Linked DNA regions of Mus musculus: all the other regions are linked to region 2. Evidence: chromatin contacts called from public HiChIP or PLAC-seq and promoter capture Hi-C data. All regions are on one chromosome and are shown on one strand. The core of a region is the stretch at or near the end of the contact, and the rest is flanking DNA. Distances in the headings are between cores, read along the strand shown.

Evidence for each region. Promoter capture Hi-C pulls out the DNA fragments that hold promoters and counts their contacts. HiChIP or PLAC-seq counts read pairs in DNA pulled down with a chosen protein or histone mark.
Region 1: a contact with region 2 is called in a promoter capture Hi-C map of hippocampal neurons, with 2.3 times the contacts expected there. The contact joins the enhancer-like site here to the promoter of Egr4 in region 2. A contact is called at or near these places in 10 of 39 promoter capture datasets (the 3T3-L1 cell line, 3T3-L1-derived adipocytes, the C10 cell line and 6 more) and 2 of 115 datasets of contacts at active chromatin or transcription factors (embryonic forebrain and forebrain).
Region 3: an H3K4me3 HiChIP or PLAC-seq map of stem cell-derived neural progenitor cells shows a contact between it and region 2, with 2.9 times the contacts expected there. The contact joins the enhancer-like site here to the promoter of Egr4 in region 2. A contact is called at or near these places in 6 of 39 promoter capture datasets (3T3-L1-derived adipocytes, the HPC-7 cell line, HPC-7-derived erythroid cells and 2 more), 2 of 115 datasets of contacts at active chromatin or transcription factors (SST interneurons and stem cell-derived neural progenitor cells) and 1 of 9 other capture datasets (embryonic stem cells).
Region 4: a contact with region 2 is called in a promoter capture Hi-C map of pre-B cells, with 2.5 times the contacts expected there. The contact joins the promoter of Add2 here to the promoter of Egr4 in region 2. A contact is called at or near these places in 10 of 39 promoter capture datasets (the 3T3-L1 cell line, the C10 cell line, the HPC-7 cell line and 6 more) and 1 of 9 other capture datasets (liver).
Region 5: a promoter capture Hi-C map of hippocampal neurons shows a contact between it and region 2, with 7 times the contacts expected there. The contact joins the promoter of Fam136a here to the promoter of Egr4 in region 2. A contact is called at or near these places in 12 of 39 promoter capture datasets (the 3T3-L1 cell line, 3T3-L1-derived adipocytes, HPC-7-derived erythroid cells and 6 more), 3 of 484 Hi-C or Micro-C datasets (the N1E-115 cell line, cortical neurons and embryonic stem cells) and 4 of 115 datasets of contacts at active chromatin or transcription factors (embryonic forebrain, embryonic hindbrain, forebrain and 1 more).

What each region holds. Positions count from the first base shown.
Region 1 is chr6:86,342,438-86,345,137 of GRCm38.p6, reverse strand. No RefSeq gene overlaps it. Among named protein-coding and RNA genes, the nearest start is that of Fam136a, 22 kb to the left of the region's middle. Within about 2 kb of position 1,312, at least 13 of the 459 cell types and tissues checked have an H3K27ac peak or open chromatin away from gene starts, as enhancers often do. A contact at or near this core is called in hippocampal neurons, where this site is marked.
Region 2 is chr6:85,512,309-85,515,008 of GRCm38.p6, reverse strand. Egr4 (early growth response 4) reads left to right here and starts at 1,420. Exons shown (of 2, transcript NM_020596.3): 1 at 1,420-1,744; 2 at 2,066-2,700. The coding sequence starts at 1,612.
Region 3 is chr6:86,063,414-86,066,113 of GRCm38.p6, reverse strand. All of the region lies in intron 1 of Add2 (adducin 2 (beta)), which reads right to left. Among named protein-coding and RNA genes, the nearest start is that of Add2, 36 kb to the right of the region's middle. Within about 2 kb of position 1,288, at least 65 of the 459 cell types and tissues checked have an H3K27ac peak or open chromatin away from gene starts, as enhancers often do. A contact at or near this core is called in SST interneurons and stem cell-derived neural progenitor cells, where this site is marked.
Region 4 is chr6:86,027,260-86,029,959 of GRCm38.p6, reverse strand. It overlaps Add2 (adducin 2 (beta)), which reads right to left and starts at 1,279. Exons shown (of 16, transcript NM_001271857.1): 1 at 1,014-1,279.
Region 5 is chr6:86,364,209-86,366,908 of GRCm38.p6, reverse strand. Fam136a (family with sequence similarity 136, member A) reads right to left here and starts at 1,263. Exons shown (of 3, transcript NM_025591.3): 1 at 1,090-1,263; 2 at 159-299. The coding sequence starts at 1,176.

The DNA.
Region 1 (2,700 bases), core at 63-2,562, 830 kb before region 2:
AGCCCTGGAGGTGGTGGTACTGGACCAGCTTCAACACCTGCTATGAGAACTGTAAAACCCTGGTCTTAGTCAGTGTTCTCTTGCTGTGAAGAGACACCATGACCACACTAACTCTTATAAAAGAATTAATTAGGATTGGTGTACAGTTTCAGAGGGTTAGCCCACTTTCATCATGGTGGGGAGCATGGCTCTACACAGGTAGACATGCTGATGGAGACATAGTTGAGAGTTCTATGCTGGGATCCATTGGGCCTGGCTTGGCTTTTTGAAATCTCAAAGCCCACCTCCAGTGGCACACTTTCTCTATCAAAGCCACACCTCCCAATCCTTTCAAATAGTGCCACTCCCTGGTGACCAACCATTCAAATCTACGAGCCCACGGGGGCTCGTCCATTCAAACCACTACAGCCCCTTTCGCCAGAAGGGAGGGGAGGGATTCTTCTTTTTAGTAAGAAGAAACTAGGGTTTAAAGAACCCGAGAAGTCACTAATGGCTCAGCAGCCAGCACCAGCAGAGAGAGGCTTAAGCCCAGACCGTAGTCTCTAGAAGCCTGTCATAATGTTATATTACCCTTCCATGGATGGCACAGTCATGGAGGCTCCAGCAACATCACTGTGGTACCCTTCGCCTGCCAGGTGGGCAATCACCGTTTTGAGCCATGGCTGTTCTCTGGGATGAGGTGAGCATTTTGCCTGCGGGCTAAAGGGTAACTGTGTTCTCAGTTCCCAGATGAACAGTGGGCAAAGCCCATCTGATGGTTATAGTTTATGTCATGCTGAAGGCGGGGCAGGCTCTTCCAGAAGTCTGATGCTTCAGACCCAAGAGGACTGTCAAAAAAAAAATGTCTCAATTCTGGAGGGCACGTGGGAATAACAAGCTTCAGGAGATGGTGGGCAGCGCTTTTTCCATTCAGATGTCTCTCCTCCTTTAATCAATTACCTTCCTCCGGGGAGGCTTCTGTCTACTTTTTCTTTTTCTGGAAAGGTCAGGCAGCAGGGACTGCATCCCTGCCTCCGCCCCTCCCCCCTCTATCCCCTTTCCGCACCCCCTCCCCCGGGATCTCAGCTCAGGCTTCCTAGTTCAGGGGTGAGATTTATCTTTCTTCCTCTTCTCAGAGAAGGATGAGTTCACAAGTGACAAGAGTGGTCTTCTGTTCTTCCTTTTTCCTTCTCCAAATGCTGAGAGAAGTGGGAGGCTAGCTTGCAAATGTCACGGAAGCCTGTAAAATGCTGAGCGCAGACGGATGCCAGGAATAGCTGGGGTTGCTGGATTGAGGAGATGGGCGACTCCATCATCTGCTAAGAATCCATTGTTCTGCAGCTGCCTGGACACAATGGCGAGGCTGAGGCAGGGGAGACAGAGGGGGTGGGGTGGGTACTGTGACTAGGTGTTTCTTTGCGAACCCCGCTTTGGGGGGGTGGGGTGGGGTTCTGTTGGGAAGAGGAGCAGGGCAGGGTTAGTCAACAGGCAGTCCATGGGTGGGTTTAGAACACCCAAAACCGGGGACTTTTGGGATAGCATTGGAAATGTAATTGAGGAAAATACGTAATAAAAAATATTAAAAAAAAAAAAAAAAAAAAAGAAAAGAAAAGAAAAAAAGAAAAGTGGTGCCAAGCCCCAAACTCAGTAGAAAAGCAACAGTATACCTCAAGGACAGATAATCATCCTACTTGACTCTATAGCCCACATTCTCAGTGCACAGATGCACAATGTAGGAATACATGTCCACCTGCACTTCCACACCCAAGGCTTTGCAGGTGAACTCAAACTAGCAACATGAGTGCTAGGAAGGACTTTCAAACCATAGCAGGGACCTTAAGATTTTTTTAAATATAATAAAACTCCTTTTTATTTGAAAAAAAAAAAAAAAAAAAAAACCACCCAAAACCAGGGCCACAAATCGCAACCAAACAAAGCAGAACAAAACAAACAAACAAACAAACAAACAAAAAAACCAACAAGTACTCAAACAAAGAAAGGGGGCAGGAGGCATCTCATTGGAAAGATTTTGAACTTCTTTGGGTAAAAGGAAACTTTGAAGTCTCCAAGGGCAAGTCTAGAATTTTCTTCAGTGTTTCATGTTGGGAGTTCCAGATGGTAGGTAGGCTTCATTAACTTCACAGGGCAAAGGCACGGCGTGGATTATGAGACTGTGTAGTCAAGGAAGACCTTGAATTCTGCTGGAATTACAGTGACGCACCTCCATCAGTTTATGTCCAGATTATGGTGCACCGGGCACAGAAGAGCATGCTAGGCAAATGCTCCACTCACTGAGTCACATGCCCAGCCCTGGGCTAGGAGTGCTACTGGGTTTAATGGTGCTGGAATTCTCTGTGGGCAGCAGATGGTTTGACAAGCAGGCTATGAGTGGACATAACAGACATTTTAAAATTATTTTTAAGATTTATTTTACTTATATGACTATTTTGGCTGCATATATGTATTTATACCACATGCATATACCCAGTGCTGAATAAAGTCAAAAGGTCAGAAGGTTAAAATAAGGCCTTGGATTCCTTAGAATTGGACTTACAGACAGCTGCGAGGTACCATGTGAGAGAGGTGCAGGGAGATCCACACAGTCTGCTGGAAATGGAGACAGAAAGGTCAAAATAAGTAATCTTAAATCAAAACATGGGGCTGGCGAGATGGCTTGGTGGTTAAGAGCACTGCTCTTCTGAAGATCCTGAGCAATTGACC
Region 2 (2,700 bases), core at 171-2,670:
ATGTAAGACATGCTATTTCAAACTGGCATAATGGTCTTTAATCCCAGAAGCACCCGGTTCCCTGCAGGTAGCAGAAAAGGGACTGCCACAATTTGCCAGCTGTCTGTTAAAAACTGAATATCCTGTAGCTTAGACTTATACTCATTAAGAATTTATCCCATATATGTTCACATTTATACAGTTAAGGATAATGACATCAACATTTCAAAAAAAAAAAAAAGTTGGAAGTTACCTATGTGTCCGTGGATATGAACCAATCCAACGCTTATTCAGGGTCTCCCTGTGCCATGGAGAACCAGTCAGCCTTAGAAAATAGCCTAAGAAAATAGCCTTAGAAAATAGGTCTTTGTCTTCAGACATGATGCAATCTCTCAGCTAGTTTTAGTGAAAAAAAAAATATTTCTAGAACAGTTTGAATGTTTGTATAGACAAAAACATTTTCCCCAAAACTACTCAAGAAATGTCAACATGGCTACCTCAAGAAAAAAAAGTGAAGGCAAGAGAAACCTTTAATTTTCAGAATGTACTCTCAACTTGGCATGATGACATACCAAGGATATCATCTCTCAGGACTTAGGAGGCAGAGACAGAGGCTGATGGATCTCTCTAAGTACAGGGTCATCCTGGTCTACACAGTGAGTTCCAGGTCATCCAGAGCTGCATGTGAGGCCCTGTCTCAAAAAAGAAAGGAATATTCTTGTATACTAGTTGATCCCGCCCACCTCCATCATCAAATTTTTCATTATGACGATTTTTATATAATTTTTTCAAAGCACAGTAAAATGTTAAAACGGAAGCAAACACAAACACACCTAAATAAAGGCAATCTTTAAGGAACTGCTTATCTCAGACATCCCCACCCCCACACCCCCAGTGCTTTCACATCTGGCTTTTTCAGGACTCAGGTCCTCATGCAACTCAATCCTGCTTGTAACTTAAGTGCTGTTATCCATTTCAGGGCTACTAAGTGTTCCCGGGACTTCATGTTATTTTGTTATTTCTCTCCTTAGCAAGCTCACAGGTGAAAAAAAAAAACAAACTGGTATTAGGTGGGAACAAACGTTTTAAGTGGGAAACGGCAGGTTCGAACCAGTAATTCTACGGACTGGAGGGCAAAGCGCATCCCGGGTGCTCACACGGAGCTCAGCCCCTGCGGGGCGCACCCGTGGCCCAACGCACACGAGGCTCCACGCTCTGGGGACTCGCGCGCACGCAGCGGCGCGAGCCCGGCGGCGGCAGCAACGTCACAGGCCGAGCTTTCCTTTTCGGGAGTCCCCGGCATACATCCTGTGTCCATGTTTGGTCATTTACGTCACGGCGCCAGGGCCGGGGCCTCCCGAAATGGCAGTGGCCCGGGGAGTCGGAAGCCCGGAGCCAGCGCCGCCGCAGCTATATAAGTGGGGGGACTGTAGGTTGGGGGAGCCCTGTTGCACTTTGGAGAAGCCAGGAGCCGCCACCCGAGGCAGGTGCCGGTGAGCCAGGGCGCCGCGGCCCCCCAACCCTCGTGCCCCAGCCAAGCGCCCGGAGCCTGGAACTGGGGCGCCCGGATTCCCTGCCAGCCGCGCGCGCCCCAGTCCAGCGAGGCCCCGGGCGCCCCGCCGCCACCGCGCCATGCTCCACCTGAGCGACTTCTCCGGCTCCGACGCGCTTCTCTCCAAGCCCACCGAAGGCTGCGCCCACGCCAGCCCCGAGCTGCCCCGGCTGCCTGCTAGGGACGCTCCCTCGGCCGCCGCGTATCCTGGAGGTAAGGAGCGGGTCTGGGAGCTCGAAGACTCTGAACGCGATGAAGGGTGATAGGAGAGGCGCGCGGGGTGGGGGGTGGGGGTCCCCAAGCGCGCAGTACCATTCCCACCCCCACCAAGGCCACAGGCGCCTGTGCGGGAGCCTTGGGTGTGCGCGCCCTGGGGCGTCCGTGGGGGTCCCTCTGCTGCAGGATCGGAAGTGCACGAGGCGCTCTGCGGGTGCCTTGCGCCAGGAGGACTCGGGTGGAGGGGGTCGCAGCTGTAGGCTCCGAGGCACGCCCTTTGAGGTGTGCGGGGCTGATGCGTGGTCCCTCCTTTGGCAGGCGACTTCTTGAGCTGGGCTTTGAGCAGCTGCGGCGCCGGGGGGGACTTAACAGACTCCTGCTTCCTGGAGGGCCCTGCACCCACGCCCCCTTCGGGCCTCAGCTACAGCGGCAGCTTCTTCATCCAGGCGGTTCCCGAACACCCGCACGACCCGGAGGCCCTCTTCAACCTCATGTCTGGCATCTTGGGCCTGGCACCCTTCCCCGGTCCCGAGGCGGCAGCGTCTCGGTCCCCCCTGGATGTCCCTTTCCCCGCGGGCCCCGATGCCTTGCTGCCGGACCTCTACTCCCCAGATCTGAGTTCGGCCGCCTTTCCGGAGGCGTTTTGGGAGGCAGCGCCTTCGGCGGGCGCTCCCTCGCAGTGCCTGTTCGAGCCCCAGCTCTCCCCGCCCGACGTCAAGCCAGGGCTGCGGGCGCCTCCCGCTTCGCCAGCGCTGGACGCTGCTGCTTCAGCCTTCAAAGGGCCCTATGCCCCCTGGGAGCTGCTGTCGGCCGGGGTCCCGGGGAACTGTGGGTCGCAGGGGAGCTTCCAGACCACCCCGGAGGCCCGCTTCTCTGCAGTAGGGACCAAGGTCGAGGACCTGCTGTCCATCAGCTGCCCCGCCGAGCTGCCCGGCCCGGCCGCCAGACTCTAC
Region 3 (2,700 bases), core at 39-2,538, 550 kb before region 2:
GGAAGGGGAAAGGAATGGGTCATACAGACTATTGGGAGCCATCCTCAAATGGCTCTCAGGGAAGCAGTAGGTGACATAGAGGGCAGTGTCCTGTCTAATAGATCAGCGGAGCCCCTGGGTTAAGGGCCTCTTCCAGACAAAGGACACTGCCAACTCAAGCCCCATCTAAGATAATAAGCCCAATATTTTTCTTGGGCAGTCGGTGGCTTTCTGGAATGTGAAGGGACAAAGGAACTGTGTAAAGGGTTTTAGATGCCTTGGTCATCCAACCCCCAGTAATGAATCAGATACACTCGAGCCCTGGAGCTGGGACTGTCACAAGAAGCAGAACTCCCTGAGAGGCCTGTTGGAGAAGGTTCTGGTTTGGTGTGTACATTGCTGGTGACACATTTGTCTGAAGCCACTGTCTCCAGCTAATTATTTGCCCTCTTATCGTGGCCACTCGTTTGCAGTTCTCATCTGTGTCATTTGACATTCAAATATATAGTACACCGACACAGAAGAACATGACACACATGTGACAAATGGTCCTGCTCTGAGCCCACGGTCTGAGGTCATTTTGAGACTTGCCACAGGCTCCGAGTCTGTAGAAGATTTCCCTGAAGCAGATGTTGCCCTCCCAGGCTGTATGAAATCTCTGCTGGCTGCCTCCTCCTGTGATCCCTGAATGCTTCTGAAAGAGGCTTTAATAATGCAAAGGAGAGAAAGGGAAGGCACCTATGAATCAAATACCAAGCCACTTCCCAAGATGTGCCACCTCTACGCTGCCCTACCTCCAACTAAGCTAATGGGGCCGTATGGTGCCTGAAACTTCTGGTTTGTATCAAGGAGGCCGGTTTGGCCCCCTAAGTCTTGTCTGAGGATGCCACCTGAAAAGCGCAAGTGTGAGCCCAGGCCAGCTTGCCAAATGCTGTTTGTCATACACACAATTGTCAGCTGAGGAAGAGAAAGAGGCTTTTGGTGAGTGATACTGTAAGCATGAGATCAAAAAGATGTGACTGGCATAGTAAAAAAATAAAATAAAATTAAGGGTCAGGGGCAATGTGGTACAAAGAAACAAAATTCTGTGCTTAGATTCCCAATGTACAGATTATATAACTGATGTCCCCAGGCCACCTGGGAAGGTTTTAAATATTGTTAATACAAAAGGCTTGGCACTTCTCCAGAAATGGCTGCTTCTTGTCCCCAAGTCCCAGAGCTTTCGGTAGATACACAAAAGCTCATCCCAAGCAGCAGATGAGCAGACTTTAGCTCTGTTGTCAAGGAAACCAGTCTGCTCTTAGCTCTAGAATTAGAAAGCCTGGGCCTCCGCCCACCCTTCCTGATGGAGCCTGCACTCTCTTCACCACCGCTCCCCTGCACTCCGAGACCCTTTCTCTGGCAAAAGCCCTAGCATATTGCAGGAGCAGCAGCTCCTGTGACAGCCCAGCAGGCATGTACATGGGCTGCACACAGATAGCCCACTGGGAAATGAATGTCGTTACACAGAAAGGCAAGAGTCTGAAAACCAAGTTTTACCAGTGCAGGAACCAGGACCTACAGAAACAGGATTTACCACTCAGCACTGGGCCAACTTTCTCTCTCCAAAACACCAGCCTTACATTCCCTAAATGGGAGCCTTAGCCACAGCATCTACCAATGGGCTGAACCCACTGCTTTGTGGGAGGGAGGGTGTGGCCAAGAGAGATCTTTGAGATCAAAACACCGTCCCCATGAGAGGTTCTCAGAGACTCAGGAGTAGTGGAAGATACAATAGGAAAGGAGAGAAAACACCAGTGTTACTAATAACAATGAGGGAGGAGGTAGATGGAAAGGACTGGAGGGCAAGGTAGTGGTAAGATGGCTGCTGGCAGCCAAGAGAGGCAATGTGTTCCTGAAATGTAGGTGCCGGGGAGAAGGTAAAGGAGGCTACAAGAGGGCGCCTCTTAAGGTCTTTGCTTGACTCTGAATCCCAGGGGAATTCACAATGGTACAACATGTGATCATATTTCTACCAGTAACAAACATCAGGTTTATGCTATGGTCAAGACACAGAGGTATTCAGTACTGTGGTGTCTCCATATTGTGCAGGTTGGCTGCTTGACAGCCTAGGTATTAGCAGACTGTACTGTCCAGGTGTGCCTATGTATGTTGTCTGATGCTGGCACGTGACAAACATGTCAAATGCATATTTCTTGGATCATTTCCCATCACTAAGTGGCACATCTGTACTTGCCCTCTGAACATCCTGAGGCAGTGTTTGTCTTTTTCTTTACCATGAATTTTAATGTTCATTAAAGGGTCTCCTCTTCGGGCCCTCAGCCCTACATTAGGCCCATTGTGATACACATTACATCTATCCTTTTATGCCAAGAGCCCTGAAAAATCATGCTGACCCATCTTTCCATACTACACAACTTTGGAAGAATAAGCACTGGAGGCTGACTAGACTTACTAAGTCTTTATGAGTATATGAACTCCTACTCTAGACAGTAAGATGTTGCCTGCAGATGTGTTCAGGTTTTGGAGTTAGGATTGTAGCTTGGTTGGTGGAGTGCTTGCCTTAGCATGCATGAAATACTGGGTTCAATTTCCAGCACTGCACACAAACTGTGTGTGGTGGTTTACATCTATAATAGCAGTACCAGAGCAGTGGAGGCAGGAGGATCAAAAGATCAAGATCATTATCAGCTACATCAAAAAACTTTAGGCACAGCTTGG
Region 4 (2,700 bases), core at 30-2,529, 520 kb before region 2:
AGCCCTTTCTTACCCATTAGTCCGAAATCTTAACACAGAAACCTGAGATTTGATTTCTATTATTTATAAGCTTATTTGAAGCACTTGGTTCTTCCTTACGAACTGCCAGAGGAGGAGTGGGCATGAAGAGGTGGCAATGTGTGTCATAAAGACAATTTTTTTTTTTTAAAGAATTTGACAGAGTGTGGGTGAGGCTTGTTTTCTGTATGTTTATCTATTCACTTCTGGCAGAGGATGGAGATGGAGGGTAGAAAGGAAAGGTGTCTGAAGAGCCAGACAATAGGCCGGTTGCAGGCCTGACTGGCATCCTAAAGCAGCCTGCCCTGCCCTGCCCTGCCCTGCCCTGCTATCCTCTCCCTTCCCCCAACACCTGGCAGGCTGTGGTTGTGATTTCAAAACAAGTAACTGCTGGACCCCTGCCTTCTGGACCCGGGACCCAGAATGGCCTTCTCTGCTCCTCCCTGGGGTGCAGAAGGGGAGGGGAGGAGACACAAGAGAAAGAAAAGGTGGGCGCTAAAGATGAACTCGCTGGTAGTACCTCCTCAGGGACAGCGGCCTCCCCTACTCCACCCCCAAAGCTTTGGGATAACATAAAAACGCAAGCCCTGGGTGCCCAGGTATCAATCTCCCATCCTGCGCCATCTGCCCTGCCAGCCCCACTGCATTCAGCCAGGCAGGCGCATCCTATGAATCTGGACCCCAGAGCGCCTAGCTGGGCAGGCGCACATCCCGCGTGGATCCCGCAGGGCGGCGGCCCGGCCGTCTCTCCGAGAAGGCTACACCTTCTCGGTGTAGCAGGCATCACAGACCCTGAATGCCCATGTCCGCGCGCAGGCCCATCTCCAGAGCTCAATGTGACAGATCCGCAGAGCCGCAGGTGTACCCAGGCGTCCGCTCCTGCGCGGGCGCAGCCACTCCCAGGCTGAAGCTGAGCTCGCTGTCATTCTGTGGCTCCAGCACCCCGGGGATCCGCCTGCCGTGGCGCCCACCCTGTTCCTTCTTTGGTGCCCTACCTCGTACTCTGCGGTCTCGCATCCATCCCCAAATTCACCCAGCAAGGCTGGGCAGCGCTCCTCGACTCTGGGATCCGCTTCCTGGACTCACAGCTCTTCCGCTGCGTGGCGCTTCCCGCGCATCCCACAGCTCGGGACAAAGGCCCTAGATCCGCGTCCCCGAGGCGGGCGCTGCAGTCAGAGTCAAGTCCAGAGCCCGCGGGAGGCTGGAAGAAGTGTGAGCTCCCAGCAGTGCGTGATGACAAAGGGCCGGGCGAGTGCGCAGCGCCCCCTCCAGAGCCCGGCTTGCTGCAGCGTCCCCGCCCGCGCCCTGCAGCAGCCTGGGCCAAAGGCAGGACCTGTCCCTCAGGAGAAACCCCAGTAAGACACACTCTGCTCTGAGTTTACACTCGGGGTGTATTTTATTTTGATTTAGGGTCTCAGGACATCTTGCCTTTGAGAGGTAACTTTCAGTGCTGCTAGCTAGTGACAACTGGATGACTAAACTCCAAACCAGATAGATTGATCCTGATTCTAATTCTGACCCCATCTTTAACTAGGCTGGGGGCGCACTGCTGTAACCTAGACAGCCTCTGCTTCCTCTGGCCCCTTGTACTTCTCTACCCTATCCCCTACTCCCCTGGAGAGACCCCAGTGGCTGAGTAGGGAATCAGGATTCATCTTCAGATCTGTCACTCCCCAGCCTTGTGACCTTGAGGATAACTCTGCGAGCCTGTTCTCTCCTGGAAAATGACCTGATCTAATGTATTTGTCACCTGGGCCTTTTCTAATGGTTGGGACAGGATTCTTCAAAGCCCTTGGAAAGCAGGATGTTGCAGGCAGTCAGGGCCTTACACCTCCATCCTGTTTCCTCCAACTCCATGTTAGTCACTCCCAAAGCTCTGAGAAATACGCCTGTCAAAACGTTCAGCCTCCAGAAAAACCTCTAGCCACTGAAGAAGAGCCCTGCTCTCCTGACATTCCCAACAGCAACCCTTTGGATTCCAACACAGTCAGACAGTACCCAAATCTCTGAAAGTGGTCCAGGAATGGACATGTGTGTACACATTGGTGGGGGCATGTGTGCATGTGCACATGAGTACATGCATGTACAGAAGCGAGAAGTTGATCTCAGGTGTTCCTATCGCATTCCACCTTATTTTACAGCATCTTTCATTGATTATGGAAATTGCCATCTTGGCTAGGCTGACTGGTCAACCAGTAGAACAGACATAGAAACGTGTGCTGCTATGCTTGGTTTTCACATCCCGCTGGGGATCAGGTCTCAGGTTCTCATGCTTGCCTGGCAAGCATCTCACCTACCCACTGTCCTAGTGAGTTTTGACCCGATCTAAAGCAATGATTCTAAGCATCCTAATGCTACATGACCCCCAACCATGAAATCATTTTGTAACTATAATGTTGCTATTGTTATGAGTCATATGTAAATATCTGATATGCAACCCCCATGAGGGCTACAACCCACAGGTTGAGAACCACTAGTCTAGAGTCATCTAGAGTTGAAGAATTGCTCAGATCAGACTGGCCTGTGGGCATGTCTGTGGGGTGATTGTCTTGATTGTTAATTGGTATGGGAAGGCCCAGCCCACTGTAGCCAGCACAATTCCCTAAACAGGTGACCCTGACCTGCAGAAGAAAGCCAGCTATTAAGTATGAGCCTGACTGACCCATTCAGCAACCTTTCTCC
Region 5 (2,700 bases), core at 14-2,513, 850 kb before region 2:
AACTTAACAGCACACCCAGGGCTTCTTCCAGAATATCAACCCTCACGGACACCAGGGCTCCCACCAGTGTTGACAGGACCTAAGGCAGAACGAGTGTTTCTCATCCCCTGCCAAGGAGCTGCTGTTCAAGGACTTGGGAGCTGTGAGGCATTCCTGACCTGGAACCTTTCCAGCTCGCTGGTGACCAGAGCCTGGGCTTGAGCCAGAGGCGCATGGCAGCGCTCGATGCATTGGTGCACCTGCTGCATAGATGCTTGGGTGTCTTCACAGCAGTTGGCGCTGCACCGGAACATGAGGCCCTGGGGAGCGAAGACAGAGCCTGGTGAGACTGGAAAGACTCTGAGGACAGCTCTCGAAGGACAAGGCCTTGGAGGCCATGCTTCTCTACCTGTTTTGTTTTATTTTTCCCGCCGTATCATCAGGACTTCGTAAGACTGGGACGGTTACCAGGCCTAACATTTGTAGGATGGGGATATATGTTCTTGGGAGCGCGCTTGCTAGTTCTAAGAAAGCCTTGCGTTCCATTCCGCACAGCACAAAGCCAGGGTGGTGGCCCATGCCTGTAATCCTCGCACTCCAAAGGTGAAGGCAGGAAGATCGGGGGTTGGAAGTCAACCTGGGTTAAAAGAGACCCTGTGTGCTGCTATGAGCTCACTGATAAGATAATGTACCCAAGACTGAACCGGAAGAAACCACGTTCTGAAAATCAGTTTTTGTATTTCTGTAGCAGAGTTCAGAGGTCGGCCTGGCTAGTCAACGCCCCACAAGGCGATCGAAACAGTAGAGGGTGATTAAGGGGTGAAGTTAAGCGAGGCCAGTAGGGTGAGGGAGACGGGGCCCACGCTCACGGGCGTTCAGGGTTCGTGGCATCTAAATCAGCGCAGGACGGCCCGAAGGGATTTCGGTCTGGTGGTTCTCCTGGGCCGGTCCCTCCGAGCCTCGCGCCAGATCACCTCAGGGGCGGCCGAACGCTCGTCACCGAGGCCAGGTGGGAGGAAACCGCCCCACGCGAGGCCCGGAGCTCGAACGTCACCGCGCCACCCCCGCCCGAGTTTCCAATCCCGTTTGGGCGCCGGACCGCGCCGCTACCTGCATCTTCCGGATGTTCTCTCTCTCCACACTTTTCACCATGGCGTCCACAGCCTCCTGCACTCGGAGTTGCTGCACCTCCGCCATGGCGACCCTGAGCTCAGCCGCGCCGGCGCCCGCGTGTGCACCCGCTGCGCCCCGCCCCCTGCGCCCGTGCGGGCTTCTCAAGCCACTGAGTCCCACCCTCCGGCTTCGCCCCGCCCTCGGCTGCGCCCCGCCCCTAGCTAGTGAGTCCCGCCCCTTTGCGCTGAGCCCGACCCCCCACCGAGTCACCGCACAGTCTTCCGAGTACCTCGCCCTGGCCCCTGGCCATTGCGCCCTTGTCCTCAGTAAGCGTTCCCGTTCCCGCATCCTCATCGCCCCCTGGCGTCTAGGTTAAGCAACTTCAGGCAGGAGACAGCGGGCGCGCCGCTGGTTCTTCCGTGGAGCCAGGCTTTTGGTGGCCAAAGATCTCTTCGTCGTCTGACTTCTTTTCTTCCTCTCTTTCTCTCTCTCCCTCTGTCAATCCCAATTTTAAAAAAGCGAATGTAATTAGCAGCTCTTGTACAGCTCGATCAGATTTTATTATTGCTATCTTTGTCTTGGTTTCTTTTTGTTGCCGAACAGAATTTCATTAAATGTACATACCACAATTTGCTTTGTCAATTCCCCAGCTGGTGAACATTTATGCCGAGTTACTAGTTACTGCGAGTAAAGGGTACGGTATTCTAGATTGTCTCAAGAGTAGTGTGGGGGTATGGAGGGGCTGTAGATAGCGAGACCGTTGAGTAAGGGCGAGCTGTTTCTGAATGGATTGGTTCTGTCAGCCATGTGCTCTCGTGTTCCCATTTCTACTGTCTTATGCAGTCATCTCTGAAACACAAGTGGTCCCTTCTTCCCATGGGCCGATGCAGAGGGGAGCATCATTAGGTTAGGAAGAGGGCTACTAAAGGCTGCGTTAGAAGAGCTTGGGCTATAAGTGGTCCCATAGAGATAAGGGAAAGTTCGAGTGTTTCGGGAAATCTCTCTCGGCGAGCTAGCATTGAATTTTTGTATTGAACTAGAAGGCCCTTGCCTGGCACTCTGGAGAAGGAAAAGAATGACAGGCAGGTACGGGAAGCTTCAGAGGGCAAAACAGAAAAAAAAGGTTGAAGCTTTGTGGAATAGCCTGGAACGAAAAAAAAAAGACTAGCGTGTGAAGAGTGCTTGAGATTTTAGGCACTTGCTGTGATTCGCCACTAGATGGCAGGCTAGCTCTGTTTTGAGGGTAGGAAAAGCCACACAACCCATTGTCCTTTGAGAAAAGCTGTGTTCCTCCATGGCTGGGCTTTCCCTCTCTCAGATACCAGGGTTGGGGATAAAATGTGTCCACTACTTGAAGCCGGACTTACAGGGATCTTCCAGGAGCAGCTGGAGCCAGGGCGATGGCAGTGGTCACCCAACAGACCAGGTGCTTTGCAAGTACTTTGAATGGGGTCTGAAGCGGACCCTTCAGTGTCCATTTTTCTCTCACTGTGCACAAAGTCAAAGCAAAGGGAGGGGAAGACTCTGGAATATTTAAATCCTAGCAGGGCAAGATGGCTGCCTCAGCCGCGAAGACACCAGACTGTGGCAAGACTCTTGAGACTCACT